Linked DNA regions of Gasterosteus aculeatus: region 1 is linked to region 2. Evidence: chromatin contacts called from public Hi-C data. All regions are on one chromosome and are shown on one strand. Each heading gives the region's core, a stretch centred on a gene start, on an enhancer-like site or on the middle of the called end of the contact. The rest is flanking DNA. Distances are from core to core; before and after follow the strand shown.

What was found. A called contact is a pair of places that touch in the nucleus more often than the background predicts.
Region 1: a Hi-C map of skeletal muscle shows a contact between it and region 2, with 5 times the contacts expected there. The contact joins two enhancer-like sites. A contact is called at or near these places in 2 of 6 Hi-C or Micro-C datasets (skeletal muscle and whole body).

Annotation. Positions count from the first base shown.
Region 1 is chr1:22,283,314-22,290,856 of fGasAcu3.hap1.1, forward strand. dgkza (diacylglycerol kinase, zeta a) reads right to left here. Exons shown (of 35, transcript XM_078104382.1): 24 at 7,083-7,162. Among protein-coding and RNA genes, the nearest start is that of dgkza, 33 kb to the right of the region's middle. Within about 2 kb of position 5,033, at least 1 of the 9 cell types and tissues checked has open chromatin away from gene starts, as enhancers often do.
Region 2 is chr1:22,229,049-22,236,486 of fGasAcu3.hap1.1, forward strand. It overlaps mdka (midkine a), which reads right to left. Exons shown (of 5, transcript XM_040182526.2): 3 at 5,569-5,736; 4 at 4,342-4,503; 5 at 2,872-3,626. The coding sequence ends at 3,598. Among protein-coding and RNA genes, the nearest start is that of mdka, 13 kb to the right of the region's middle. Within about 2 kb of position 5,668, at least 3 of the 9 cell types and tissues checked have open chromatin away from gene starts, as enhancers often do.

The sequences.
Region 1 (7,543 bases), core at 3,783-6,282, 54 kb after region 2:
TTTTTTGCCAGCTCGTCCGTCCATGTTTTCAGCAGCGTGTTCCAGGTTTATTTAATTTATTTTGAATTTGTGCAAAAGCTGCTCCTCAAGACATAGTGTTTGTCGTAGATCTGTTAAAGTTAGGTCATGTGTGTCTTTTTTCGACTTTTTTGTTTGTGCATGAAAGCTGTTGAGTTTGTTTGAGATGGCTGAAGATTCTTAATTGTTATGTATGTTGGAATACCTCGTGTCCTTAAGGTACACTTGCCTTAAAGCGTCTGTATATGTTACCTAGTTGTTACATAATATTCTGAAAGATCACTCAAACAATATGATGGCATTGTGTTAGTCAGAAATCTTCTGCTTCCACTGTGTCTCGCCTTGAATAAATAGAAGACCCACAGAAAATGCATAAATCACAGCCTAATGGTACCTCTACTCAAACAAGGCACAGAAATGTTACTCACTAGGTCAAATGTGAAGGCTAAGCAGTTCATCCACTTATGACAGGTCTTCCTGCCACCTCACTGTCCCTCACAAGACCTCAGGTTTCTCTATTCCGGTGTTATTCCCTGCAAACATGCAACGCCTGTCTGACCACATCGCGATGCTATTTCTTTTCTCCAGTTATGTTCTACCAACAGTAGATTACATAAATCCAATTATGACACACAAATGTGTTAGCCTTTACAGTTTTTGAAGTGTATAACGCCACACCAAGTTATTAACTAGAGACATAGCAAAAAAGATTATGTCAATTCATGTAGATTGTTACTTTTGAAGGTCAAAATGAGGGGGTGAATGATGCACATTGTGACACATGCCACATGTCTCTGCATGGGTTAACAACAGTTATTACACAACAGTTATTCTACTATACTACTCCCATCCACTCGTTATAACAAAACAAATATATGAAACAAATCAGGAGTCATATTCTAATCAGCACTGAAGTTTAATAAACCAATAAATCTGATGTATAACATTTAACTACACAGGAGAATTGTGTCTGCACCCACACCGTCATATCCACTCTCCTATTACAGAAACCTTTTTGGATTTTGGCATCACTCAGGTGAATTTTTTCATCCAGTCTCCAATTAGCTCAGAATGTTTTTAACAAGATGAAAACCAGACTGCCTGTTACTTAACCTCCTGGCTCCCTGTTCACTCGAGACTGGTTTTAAGCCTAAATGATCCAAACCGGCCTTCTATCTGTGAACCCCTGACACCCACCCAGTTAAACACCTAAGATCCTCCAACTAAATGTTGGTGCTGACTTCGTGTTCGCTGAGTCTGCCGCTGCCCTGTGTTGCATGCTGCATGTTCTTTTGTTCTGTCTCTGTCTCTGCAGGACACTGTGGATCTAAAACTAATGAAGTTGAATCCAACAGCTGTGCAGTACATCGTCCCTCCATAAATCTCCATGTTCAAGGTAGGATTAGTATGGATGCAGTTTGTTCAGCTTTATGAAGGTCAAGAAGTCTTTGTTGCAGTGCAGTCTCTTTTCAAAATAAACATTAAACCGGTTGACTTAGTTTTTAAGTTAACAATACAAGTTATTGGTTAATTAAAGTCCTTTAGTGCAGTGTGTTAGTCAGGGGGAAAATACCTGGTTATACATGCGACATGAACACCAGTCTCCTGGGTGAAAGTCCAGAATCGGTTTGACCCGTCCATTGTCTTTATTTCCTCACTACAGCTCAGCTCTATCACTCACTGTCCTCGTACTGTTGGAGAGGCTTCCCTTCAGTGAGTGAAATCTTTAACTCTTCAGGAAACTGCTCATATTTACAGAAAATCAATGCTGCGTAAGCAGCTTTAATGCAATACAAAGCGACCAATTTCAGTTTTACACTGTGAATGAATGTAAAAAAAAAAAGTCCCCTTTCAGTAGACGTAGAAGCATGAAAACAAGCCAAAGAAAGTAAAGTTGTTTTTCCTTCGAAGCTCAAGCCTTTCATGTAAATTGTGACAAGTCTCCATGAAGCCTGAAGTAAACACTCCTACTTTCCCTCTCCATGCTTATCTCACCCTGCTGTCAACTTCAGAAGCAGGCTCGAGCAGAGTAAACCGCCGGCAGGCTTTAACGGCAAACCTACAAACAGCAAATCAAAAGCTGAGCCCGTCTGGCTGAATGACTCCTCCATTCACCTACTTTCTTCTCCTGTCTCTTCTGCCTTCCCTCCTCTTTGTCTTTTTACGTAGAAAGTTTGAGCTCTTTGTCAGATTTAGAATCCTGGTTGGCTTTGTGAGTTAATAATCAGGAGCATCAGCCTGGAAGAACAGTTAGCATGTTCCTCTAGAACTTCTCAAATGTTCACTAAGGAGGACAGGCGACACGTATATAAATATATACACACACACACACACACACACACACACACACACACACACACACACACACACAGTAAAGAAGTGAATTTAGATTTTAAATAAACCACAATAAGTGAATATTAATTTATTATCGGAACAACCCTTCTCCTAATCAATCTCAAGTGCACCATTGAGCATCAGCAGTCACCAGCCAGCAGAAGATCAAACACCACCTGGTTGCTATGCAACACAAAGGCCGACTATCAACCCGTGAGCTCTCTTTAGTGTTAGCAATGTGACCTATTTAAGAACGGGACTCTGTTGTTAAAAATAACATGAACAGAGTTCGTGTTGCTCCTGAAGACGAAGATGAAGAACAGCTCTTTGTACATCACACTCACATACCGAGATGCCCTCAGGTTTGAAAAGGAGGTGCGAAGCATTGTGATAACTAGAAACCCATTTCCTGTTTCATGATGAGGAATTAAGACAAACACGCGTGACAAAGATTTGCTGGATGAAACCTGAATGAAAGGGGAATGTTAAATCAGAACTGCTCATTAGAACTCCTCACTAACAGAACCAGCACCCCTTCCTTTCTAGGAGAAACCTCGGACTACATCAATGGAGAATGAGCAACACAAACAACCTGATGTTGTGGTCCTCAACTCCATCTCAAGGAAAGAACTTCCTGTGAAGGGACGAAAAATCTGCAGTCTCAGTATAAAAAACAAAAATCACGCTAGTTAAGGTATGTTTTTATTAGACTCGGACCCAAACATGTGAAAGTTTCACACTTTTCATGATTCGGATAAACTAAACAAGATAGAAGTGAAAGGAATTTTCAAACTGGACCTACAGGACAGGTGATGGTGACACTAGTTAACTGCATCCTCACCGTCACTGGGATTAAAGAGACGTGGTCAATAAAAAAGCAGTTGTAATACATTACTTTAGATAAATGGATTGTAGTGCAGAACTCCAAGCTTTGTGAACAAGCACAACCACCTCTTTCCCTCGCTCCACCCAGTGTTAGAACAGACAATACCCCCCCCCCCCCCCCCCCTCCCCACCTACAACAAAGAAGAAAGAAAAGTCAGAGACTTTGTCTGGACCACATCCGACTAATACAAGGATAATCAGTGGTGTCTGTAATATCAACTCCTGGATATGAAGATTCAATGTCCCGTAGTGACGCCAGTGTACTGAAGTAGAATATCATATAACCATATTAAATGTTCAGTCGACAAAATACATGTACATAAACAATTATTCTACCAATTATTTTACTCGTGGAATACATTATGAAAAATAAAGTATTTATACTAAAGAGATCAACTCAAGGTTCACAAGTTCTTTGAGTTAAATATATAATATTAATAAATTAAAATTCCTTTCTGATCCTGTGACATAAAAAAGTTGTGAAAAGTGTTTGGAGACATTACCACTGTACTTGTGTGTGTGTCACTTGATATTTTGGTTCTTCTGAGGAGCCTAAAAGATACTTCCTAATTAACCCTGTATATTCATAAAGGAAACCAATAATAACTTATAACTCTTCTATTCTAAAGCAACAAAGTAAATCAGCTCACCTTCACAACATGCCACAACAAGCTCTGCTTACAATAAGCTCTGCTTATTGTGGCATGTGGCATAAGAACTGCTACAGACACACATAAACTGAATATGAATATAATAAGCACATACAACTGAAAGGTAAACGTACACAACAAATATTCATGCTGCAACATGCTGAAACATGCTGAGACACATGTGGGAAACTAATGAGACAAATATATGTGTGTTTGTCTGGCCTGGGGGATCAAACCCTGTCCCCACGCTCTGTGTGTTTGTGTGCGTTGGGTCTCCTATAAGGCAATTCCTCCGCTGAATAATGAAGAATTGGATCAGTTAGTTATTAGGGGTTTGTTACACAGTTGATCATGATCTATAATGGAAGCACAAGGAGGCAGAGTTGTTCAGCTAAGTTGACCTCACAAATCAATCATTTTCATGTCTAGATTATGAACGAGATCCTGGGCTGTTAGAAGTGCTTCAATATGAGCACAGTATCAATCCAATATTATTGGCTAGCGGAGTGGATCAATTCACTATTCAAACTTCCTGGCCATTGCCATGGGAAAGTACACCAACATGATAGACGAGTGTCGGGCCCACTGTGTGCCCATTTAAAGCTTTGTTCCATAACATGAGGCCTAACGACTTCCACACACAAAGACGTGACTCTCTAGGTCGTCTTCAACAAAACACGTTACTCCACCTGTTGTTCTGGAGGTGAATTGTTCTGCAACACACGCAAGCCTTTAGAACCATGCATTGAAAGGAGTGCGTCATAAATACGCAGAAGCATGCGCCAGCCTTAACAAGCTATCCAAAAGAGAGGGAGAGACAAGGCTCTGTGTCATTTCTGTGTCCTTTTCGGGGATCATTGAGGGCAGATAGAGAATCTCCTTAGGATCTGTGGACTGTGAAATTTCATCCATGGGTTTCTCCTCTTGCTGCATATGCTGAATGAAACAACAGCATGGGGAATTTGGAATACCCGTCCTTAAAATGTGCTTCGGAGGAATAGAAATATGGCTTGAGAGATTTGAAAATCCATTTATTGTTTGAAGTGATAATAGAAATGTACCTTCAGTCTCATGGTACGTTCACACCGAAGCGTCGCTAGCGTTTTGCGCCACAGGATTACATCAGCGTTGAGATGCTCCCGGTCGTCACTGACGTCCTGCATAAAGCGGTCCCTGAATTGTACGATACATCCACGTACCTTTATGGTGACCCAGTCTGGGAAAGACCTCGCACTTTTCACAAACAGCACACAACCATATATGCCTTTTTACAACATCCCATCACTGTACTGAATATAGTACATTCTAGTGTAGGATAATTGTATTGTTTATAACGAACACACTGCTGCTAAATATAAGTAATATAAGTAAGTTTGCTCAACGTGTGTGCGGCTCTTAAAAGAGCTGTTTGGATGTGCTTGAGCACTACACGGTGTCTCCATGGGACAGTTCCCTCGGCAGAAGTATGATGTGAAGATGGTGAAGTCCGCTGCCCGATCCGAGCCAACAAGCTATTAAACGGGCTAACGGCTACCACCACGCACCGCTGGAAGCGGCAGTCATCCAGACGCAGTTCCTGTAGAAGTCAGTGAAATTTACCGAGCTGTCGGCCTACGGATGCTATTTAGTTTAAAAAGACAACACGGTTTGGTGGTCCGGCGTGAGCGAATAAGCGATACCCGCGAATTGACAACAAATGATGCCCCGAGAGTCCTGAGGGGCGTTTAAAGCGTTTGAGGCGACGCAAAACATTTGCTACGGGTTCAGGGTGAACGTACCATCAGTTGTTTCAGCTGCTTCAGGTTTACACTGCTTTACGATGTTGGTTCCTGTAATATTGAGCCTGATGCTCTCTCTCTCCAACTTGTTTCCGAAGAGGCCCCGCGAGTCCGAAAATCATCCCCCCTTCCTCTTATGTTGTGGCAGCTGTTGGCTTTTAGATTTAACCTACGGTGAAGGAGACTCAAGTAGACCCAGGTAATGGCCTCCTTGGCCTTCTTTTTGTTCCTGTCTGCGTGTGCTCCCAGCAGCTCCTCAGGGCCCTGGTGCTTGGGAGGTGTGCTCTGGGAATAGCCCCCTATGGGCCAGCATCCCGTCTGATCCGTCCCCTTCCCATTCCCAACCATGTTCCGCTACATTACGCTAAATGTGCACTACAATAAATCAAACAATACTTTTTGGAATACTGTTTTGTTAGAAAGGTATGAGTATCTGTGTGCCCATATTATGTTATGTAATGCATTACTGACCACATGCTCTTTGTATTGATGTGTGTGGGTGTTTGTTTGTTTGTTTGGAATGGTGTGTGTTGAATTCAAAGCAGGATTTCATATCGGTGCAACACTAAGAACTCTCTTTAACTAGAATTCTGTCTCAGCTGTCAATCACTCCTGCTGGCTATCAGCGCTGATGTCAGATATAACCTTTTTACTAAAGGTCTACTAACTCTGATGGTTTAAAAAATAAAAGGAAAATTTAAACCCGCCCTAAAGAACTGCAGCAGAATCAGCAAAGTGCGTGTTACAAGAATCTTTCCCTTTGATGCATTGGTCTGATGTTTGCTTTGACATAAAGAATGTATTACGTCTATAAAATTATATCAGCCACGCAATGACCAGGTAGTTTTAGTGTAAATCAGAACTTTGGTACATGTACACTTTGGATCATGTTTTCTTAAATGTTTCTTGTGCGTGTAATATATTTCAGAAAGGGTTGTGGTAAGATTTTGAGGTAAAATGTTGAAGCGGTTAGTTTCCCGTGTGCCTCTGAGCAAAACAAAAAACACACTACAAACTCCAGCATCCAACTACCAACCTGCAGTCCCAAGGTGAACTTGACAGAAGAGAAGTCCTAGAGAGGAAGATGGGATGGAGGATAGAGGTCTGTTGGCATGTACTTGCTCCACCTATCAGAGTGAGCCTTCCTACACTACCAGCCATTCGTATTAATGGCATTATGTAACATGAAAGTAGCACAACTCAATATTGCTCTCTGAATGTTATACCTCGCACAATTTCAGCATTTCTACAAATGAGTGAACTGTCCCTGATCACTTAATAAAATAAACTGAATGAGGCACACATGCGTAGTTCCAAATGTTAGGAAATGTTCTTCTTGCTCTGGACTGTCACTGCTTTTCTGTTTCCATGCAGTGACACAGAACTATGGCCTCCCCCCCTCCTCTCTCCTCCTTACCTCCTGGAGGCGCTGGATGTGTTCTCTGCAGGTTTCTAAGTCGCTGTCACCAGAAACCACGATGAGCCCCAGAGGAATGGCTGAAGATACAGAGGAACAAGACAATTATCCCACAGCACTTTGATATCTACTTACAACCTCAGGACCCTGGAGAACCTTGAACTGCATCGAGAAGGGCCTGGTGCACACCTGGGACTCTAGAGGGGTAGTGAGGACAAATCATTATCAATGGATATGTTACCTAGCTAGGCTAAATGTTTCTGGGTTTGCTTTAGTGCGGAGAATGATACCGAGTACATCCTATTTGTGAAAGAAACAGCTTACAGGAAGATCCTCCTGATCACTACTCCTCCTTGCTCTTCCTCACTGCTCCTCCTCAATGATCATCCTCACTCCTCCTCACGTGTGCTTTACACCACTGCTCCGCGACAGTGTTCCTCAATACTGCTTCTCATCACTGC
Region 2 (7,438 bases), core at 4,418-6,917:
GGATTTTAGTTTTAGATTCAGTCACTCACAGTTGAATGAGTACCTATGATAAAAATGACTCCTACATGCTGAAAACCCGCAAAATCGGCAGTCAAATACTTGTTCTCCCCACTGTATATATGAAAAGTTAAAAGTGGCTGTATCATTTTGAAAATTTAGATAATATGTACTGATGGTAACCTTGATGAACGTTTTACATGGCTGCCATGGAATAAACTCGTCAGTATATCAGTTGAATGTAGCCTGATTTGACACATTATTAAATAAGCACAATTTCATCGGTTTGACCCTTATGTTCATAATCTCAACATGTGAAAATTTTTAACTTAAAATATAACTTACACGTGAAAGGGATTGACAGATGTCCAGCAGGTTTAAGTTTAAACCTCAGATCTGACAACCTCTAGTCTAGACATTTTAGCTTTCTAGTTCTTATAATTTAATTTATATTAATTGAATTAATGAACTTTTTTAACATGGTTTTTCAATGGAGTTAATTTTCAAATCCTCTTAAACTTCTTAAACTTTCCGTTTGAGATTTACATTAGTGTGTATTGGATTTCTTAGAGTGAGAGCTGAAGATCTTAAGTTTACAGCAGCTTCAGAATATGGTTAAAAAATATTTCTATCTTGCCCTCATGGCCACAATATTCACTGTTCAAGCTTCACTGTTGGATGTTGTGGATTGTTGTGCTGGTTGTACTCATGTGGCTATAGAATCCCACAGGCATTTACTTTTTTCCTGAAAAGCCAGAGAGTGAGAACGTCTGTCTCAAGCTCTGTAGAGTCTTGATCATTAAGGACTCAGCAGGGACCCGACAAATCAATTTGATGACATTAATCAAATCTTTTGAAGTTTTTATGCCGATCTATTTTCATCTGAAAAGGACCCAAGTCAAGAAAACAATTGATTTCTCCACAGCATTGATCTACCATAGATTAAACAAGAACAAACTAACATATTTGACTCGCATGTATTGCCCAATAAGCATTGGGCACCTCCTAAAAAAGTTAACTTTCATCAGTAATGATGAAAGTTCATTGTTTTACTTTAAAAAGCATGTCAGTCGGACTGATACATGTTCTGGTGGTTCTAAAAAAGTTAATTTCACAAATATGTAGAATAATATAACGGTGATTTCTCCCTGGATGAGTTCTATAAACACATTTGGTTCATTTTAGCTCCACTTTTTAACAAGATAACTGAAATAAAACAAAATGCGCAATTTCCAACCAACATGAATACAGCTTGTATATCACTCCTCTTCAAACCATACAAAGATCCAACTCTTCCATCTAGTTAACCGTCCAATTCCGGTCCTCGATCTATATATTAAAATTATCACTAAGACACTAGCTCACAGATTAGAAAAAGTCACTCCATTCATCCAGATCAAACCGGCTTCATCAGAGGTCCATCCACATGCAGACTGTTTCATTTAATAAATTACTAATTAGAACAAGCCAGAACCATCATAGCCTCCTTAGATGACAAGTAAACTGAACATTTCTCAAAAGCACATTACAAAGATTTGGCTTTGGGGAAAGATTTATTAACAAGAACAATTGCGAATTTCTAAGCCACAATAAACCTCTAAAATTTTACGTGGTCCACTAAAGGCATCACCCATTTGAAAAACATAATATATTCTTGGTTCAGGTGGTATTGGGATAACTTTTTGGAATATCTGCAATTGAAATAATCTATTCAATCCAAACTTTACATCAAGACCATTAATACCTCTCTCAACCTTCAATGTTTATATCACCTCCTAAAAAAGTTAATTTCACAAATATGTAGAATAATATAACGGTCTGACAAGAAAGCCTCCATACCATGAAGAAAATGGGAGACCTATCCATCATATCAGGTTTCATGATACTGGGCAAAAACGGTTTCAAATGGGATTCATGTCAGACATCTCTCCACATTACATTCAAAATATCCCAGTTAGCTACATTTATGCCACCTGGCATTGCATACCAGTTAAACACTTTTGGAAAAAAATAATTGCATCATTATCTGTTTTTGTGGGCTGCCTCACCCCATTATCTCACTCACTGTGCTTCCTAGGAGACGTTTCCACTTGAGCAAAATAAACCACTGATTACTCCTCGTGACCATAACCAATGCCAAGAAAACTATTCTCATTAATTGGAAATCAAATGATAAAACGTATATTGACGTTTGGAGAAACTTGATTTTGGATATCTTAATAGAAAATCTATTGACCCCCATCCCTTACAATACAACAAAAAACCACTCCATCTTGTAAAATTTCACTAAATATTTGCAAACATGACACCAGCCATCCCATTGATATTAAAACCTGTTATTATTGTTAGTTTATTCGGTTACTTACTTACTTTTTTTGCCGGAAAACCAATTGAGCCCACGAGTCAACTCCCTTCTTCACTACCCACTGGTATTGCACCAGGGGAGATTCTGCCAAGCGGAACTCAGCCCCTTGATTATCCTGGTTTAGGATCGCCACAAAATTGCACTATTTTAATGTTATACAGGTGTAATAAATGTTTTTCAATTCAGACCGAGTCTCTCCTGAGTGTAATACAACTGCAAGCACATACACGCACCATTGTCCTATACCCATACCATATGTTTTTTGACTTATAGTTTTCAGTATGCATCATTCCTTACTAAAATTATAAAAACACCTCAGCCAGAATTTCACACATAGCTTTAGTGTACTGTACCTCCTGTCATCAGTGTATGAATGGATCAGATCTAATTTTAAAGAGCCTTGAGTAGTCCAGACTACAAAAGAGAAAAACAAGTACAGTCCATTGAACATTTGCATTATGCTTACAGGTCTAGAAAAGTCTGAAATAATACAAAAATGGACAGTGTCACACCATGTTGGGCAATGTTCAATAAACAAAAGAAAATAATACGGTTTGAGCAAACCTTGGACAGGATAGATGGAATGGCAATTCTTCAGTGAGAGAGGGTTGTGGGTGGGGAGGTGGTTAGTGGTTTTGTGCCCTAAGGCAAATGTATTACCTGATATACCAAATGCACTTTCATACGAGTATACCCGTGGTGATTTGAAGTTTTGAACCGGATGGCTGCTTTATTGGGACAGAATAGAACACAAAGTATACAGTTTGTGTGTGGATGGTACCGACACATCCAAGAACTGATTCAGAATGGCTAAGAAAACTGGGAGTTTAAATAGCTCATATTCCCAGTGAAGCTATAATGGAGTGGAGCACAAGAAAAGGTTTGGAGGCGATGATGGATCACTTAATGAGAACACCTCAACGGGGAAAATGTTATAACATTTATCAAAGTTAAACAAATTTGTAAGGTGGTGGTTTTGAAAAATATATAATTTTAATATTCCAAATGCACTTTGATTTGGAAGCCAGTGTAGGCAATACTCATTTTATTAGTCCTAAAGAGATTTAGTACTTTACTGTCTTCTATTTTTCGTTTAGAAACATACATAATGGGTTTGTTAAGGTGTAAGAAACCTGTATTCAAATATGTGTCTATAAGAATCAGGAAACTATTCTATAAGCGTTGGGGGCACTGTGCAGCTGTCAGCTGGCTCTTTGACTCCTTTCCACAGACTTCTAGTTGCCCTCGCCTTTTGTCTTCTTTGCTGGAAAAAAGACAGACATAGGCTCAAACATTATAGTCTATAATTAAAGAAAAATCTAACAGAATTGCAAACTGTTAAATGGTAGTGCAGTCCTCATAGAAGACTGAATGCTGGCAGTTCAAAACAACGGATAGAAGAGGAACAATGGGGATTTCGTCCTTGTCCTTGAACAAGGGACCAGCTCTTTACTCTTTCAAGGTACATGAAGGGGCCTTGGACTACGCTCATCCACTACAAATGTTTTGTCTTGGGATCCCCCAGTAATAGCCGGTAGACGTGGACGTAAAGGGAATTTCTGGGTCCCCTGCTTGAACTGTTGCCCCCGTGACACAACCCCAGGTAAGCGGTTGAAGATGAGAGATGAAACTGTTGTAGAGCATTCCTGGTCCACACAGCATAAACACATATGGACCTGATAGGTGTGCTTTCTTTTGAAATGTCTGACACCTCCCATGTCCTCCTCCACTTCCCGTTTTTTGATACATGGCCAAATACACACAAAGCTGATGACATTATTGTCAGCCTTCGGAGCACTGTGATTAATACTGGTAAGCACAGTTTAGCATGCAAAGACGTGAAATCAATTAAGATGGTGAACATGATAAACATTATACCTGCAATACACCAGGATTTACTATGGTCATTGTGAGCATCTCATCCTTATAATCTTATCCTTATCATCTTATAATTATCATGTCAACATTATCAGTCTCACCTTTGCTTCGTGTCTTGATTTTTTCAGTGCAGGGTTTGGAGGCAGAAATAGACGGTTGACATTCCGCATTAAACAAAGCCTTCTTTAACGTCCCCATTCTGGTCCGCAAGCCAGAGCTTGGATCACACTCTCCCCAACTATCAAAGCGATACTTGCAGTCAGCTGGGAGAGAGAAGTCACACAGAAGATAAACATATGCATCTTTGAATACATGCATGTTCCAGTAAAGCAGACCTATCACATCTTTAAAACGTGTATGAAAGTTTAGCTACGTTCATTCTCATTGCTCAAACACAATCATGCATGTTTTCAAACCAATGTGCCTGACATTTTGACAATACGTACATTGTACCTACTGTTCTTTATAACATCACAACATGTCTGTGATCTCATTTATCTTCTGCTACAGTCATAACCACAACCACATAATCTGACTTCTTACCCTTTTTCATCCCTTCCATTCATTCAACAGCTGCCTTCCTAGTTATCTGATATAGAGTAAGACAACAACTTTGCTCATATACTGTCTTACCAAATCACAACCATAGTTAGGTTATGGAACTTGGCGCTACACCAATTGGGCCTGACTCAAACTCCACCTCTACCTGTCCTCAATTTTTTAAAATACAAATCAATGTTCTTTGTCTTTTCTAAACATTTAATGTAATAGATACTTCTAAATAACCACTGTGCTTCACGCCACCACTGATCAAGTCATTTTTACATTGTCTGCTTTAAGAAATGGAAAACTCACTTGTTTAGTCACTTTTACTGTGATTCAGAAGTGATCAGGGACAAATAAGCGCTTACATAACAGTGCAGGTCTCCTTTAAGAGAAATACATATGGTGAATCTCTGAGCACCATGGTTAAAAAAATATTTTCTGACTTCACAGTACAAGCTACAGGCTGTTTACTGAATCATTGTTTCTGAATCAATTTGAATTCATACCTCGCAACAAGTCTATCATTATAGCTACACACATGAATAAACAGTATGTATATTCATACAGTGCTGCTGCACAGGATTGGATAGGATATAGTTAATTACTAGTTCACGATGATGTTGTGTTCGCATACTGTACTATGTCATTCAGTTAGTTTCTGATTGGCCCTTTTCATTTAAGTTTTCTAACATTACCTTATCATTAGATACACTGTGTGTGTGTGTGTGTGTGTGTGTGTGTGTGTGTGTGTGTGTGTGTGTGTGTGTGTGTGTGTGTGTTACCTCCAAATTTCTTTTTCCAGTTGCACGGTATTCTACATTTCATCCTCTGGTTCTGCTGCTCACATGACCCCTCTCTAAACCCTAATCCACAGTCCCCGTTGCTAGGGACACAGTTGCCATAGCGCCAGTTGGTGCATTCTGACCCGGACTGGGAAGGCTTGTTTTTCTCTGAGGACAGAACAATCAGACATGCATCGGTTCAACATTATTTCATCATTCAACGACTACTAGTGTAACAGATGTGATCTGTATTCATCAACCTCCACTGTGTAATGTCATATCAACTTTCAAAGCCTTTTAGACAAGAGGTATTTACAAAGTGCTAAGTGATTTGGCACCATATCATCCCACTAGATGGTAAATGGACTCTACTTGTATAGCGCTTTTCTAGTCTCCCGGCAATTCCCACTACACAAAATTCAAACCATTCACAGACTAGTCACATTAGTCGCCCAGCTATTTGTGGTTAATTTGCGTCATTTACTTAAGGAAAAGGGCCGGGACTTGTCTCCGGCGTTCCGCTATCCACAATGTAATTGTGAACCAACAAGCCAAACCAAAAAACTGTTGTCTTGGTTCACTCTGAACCAAAAGGTTTTCTAGCCACTGACGATGTAAAATTTCATGACAAGTATATAAAATAGTAAGGAAATTAGAAAGCTTGGGTGGCTGATGGCGTAGCGCAGCTGTCTTGTAATGTCTTGTTATTTTGCTTGACAGGGTTCGAATCCAGGTCGAGGCGATCTTTTAATAAATGTATTTTCTTGTATTAATGTATTTCTTCAGACATGGCAGTGATGTAGTGCTCACTTATACAATCGTAATGGCTGCAAAAGATATGTGATGACTTTTGAACATTTTCAGCAATATATTTTTGCGAATGTGTGACAAATCAGGTGACCGAGGCAGACAACATCTGCCGCTGTAGGGGGAAACAAACACGCACGCGTAGACAAACCAGTAGGCATGTAACAGCGGCAAACCAACGTTTGCAGAGAGAAAAATGGGTCGACGCACACAAGGTGGTGTGAAAAGGCACGCAAGGGACACGCAAGGGGCTCTTGCGTCTGCGTGTCCTTGAGTCTCTGAAAACGCAGAAGTATAAACTAGGCGTAATGCATTTATTGACAAATGCCATTTTAAATTCATCTCATAGCACTTTTTGTTTTTTAGCTGTACTCAGATGGGGTGATACATTTACTTAACGTGCACTACAATGATGGTAATAATTTAATGAATAAGCTTCAAGTGAACATGGGGGTGTGTTTGAGTGTGCAAGTATTATAGAGAACAAGTTCTGACGTTAAAACAAATCCTGTTGAATTTTCTGGTTTGTATTTTTATAAATTATGTTAAAGGAGCAACCTGTACTTCATGTATTTTTGCAATGTGAATTTGCATTTCTGTTTTAGAATGAAGGGGGGGAAGCTTTTTAATGCGTTTTTTTTTAATGCAATTCATCGATTAATGGAAGAAATACAGTGGATCCGGAAAGTATTCACAGCGCTTCTTTTTCCACATTGTTATGTTACAGCCTTATTCCAAAATAATTAAATTCATTAATTTCCTCAACATTCTGAACACAACAACCCATAATGACAAAGTGAAAACTTTTTTGCAAATCGGTTAAAAATAAAGAAGTATTTACAGCCTTTGCTCAATACTTTGTTGAAGCACCTTTGGCACCAATTACAGCCTCAAGTCTTCTTGGGTATGATTCCACAAGCCTGGCACACCTATTTCTGGCCAGTTTCTCCCATTCTTCTTTGCAGAACCTCTCAAAATCCATCAGGTTGGATGGGGAGGGTCGGTGCACAGCCATTTTCAGATCTCTCCAGAGATGTTCAACATTGCTGCATTCATCTTTCCC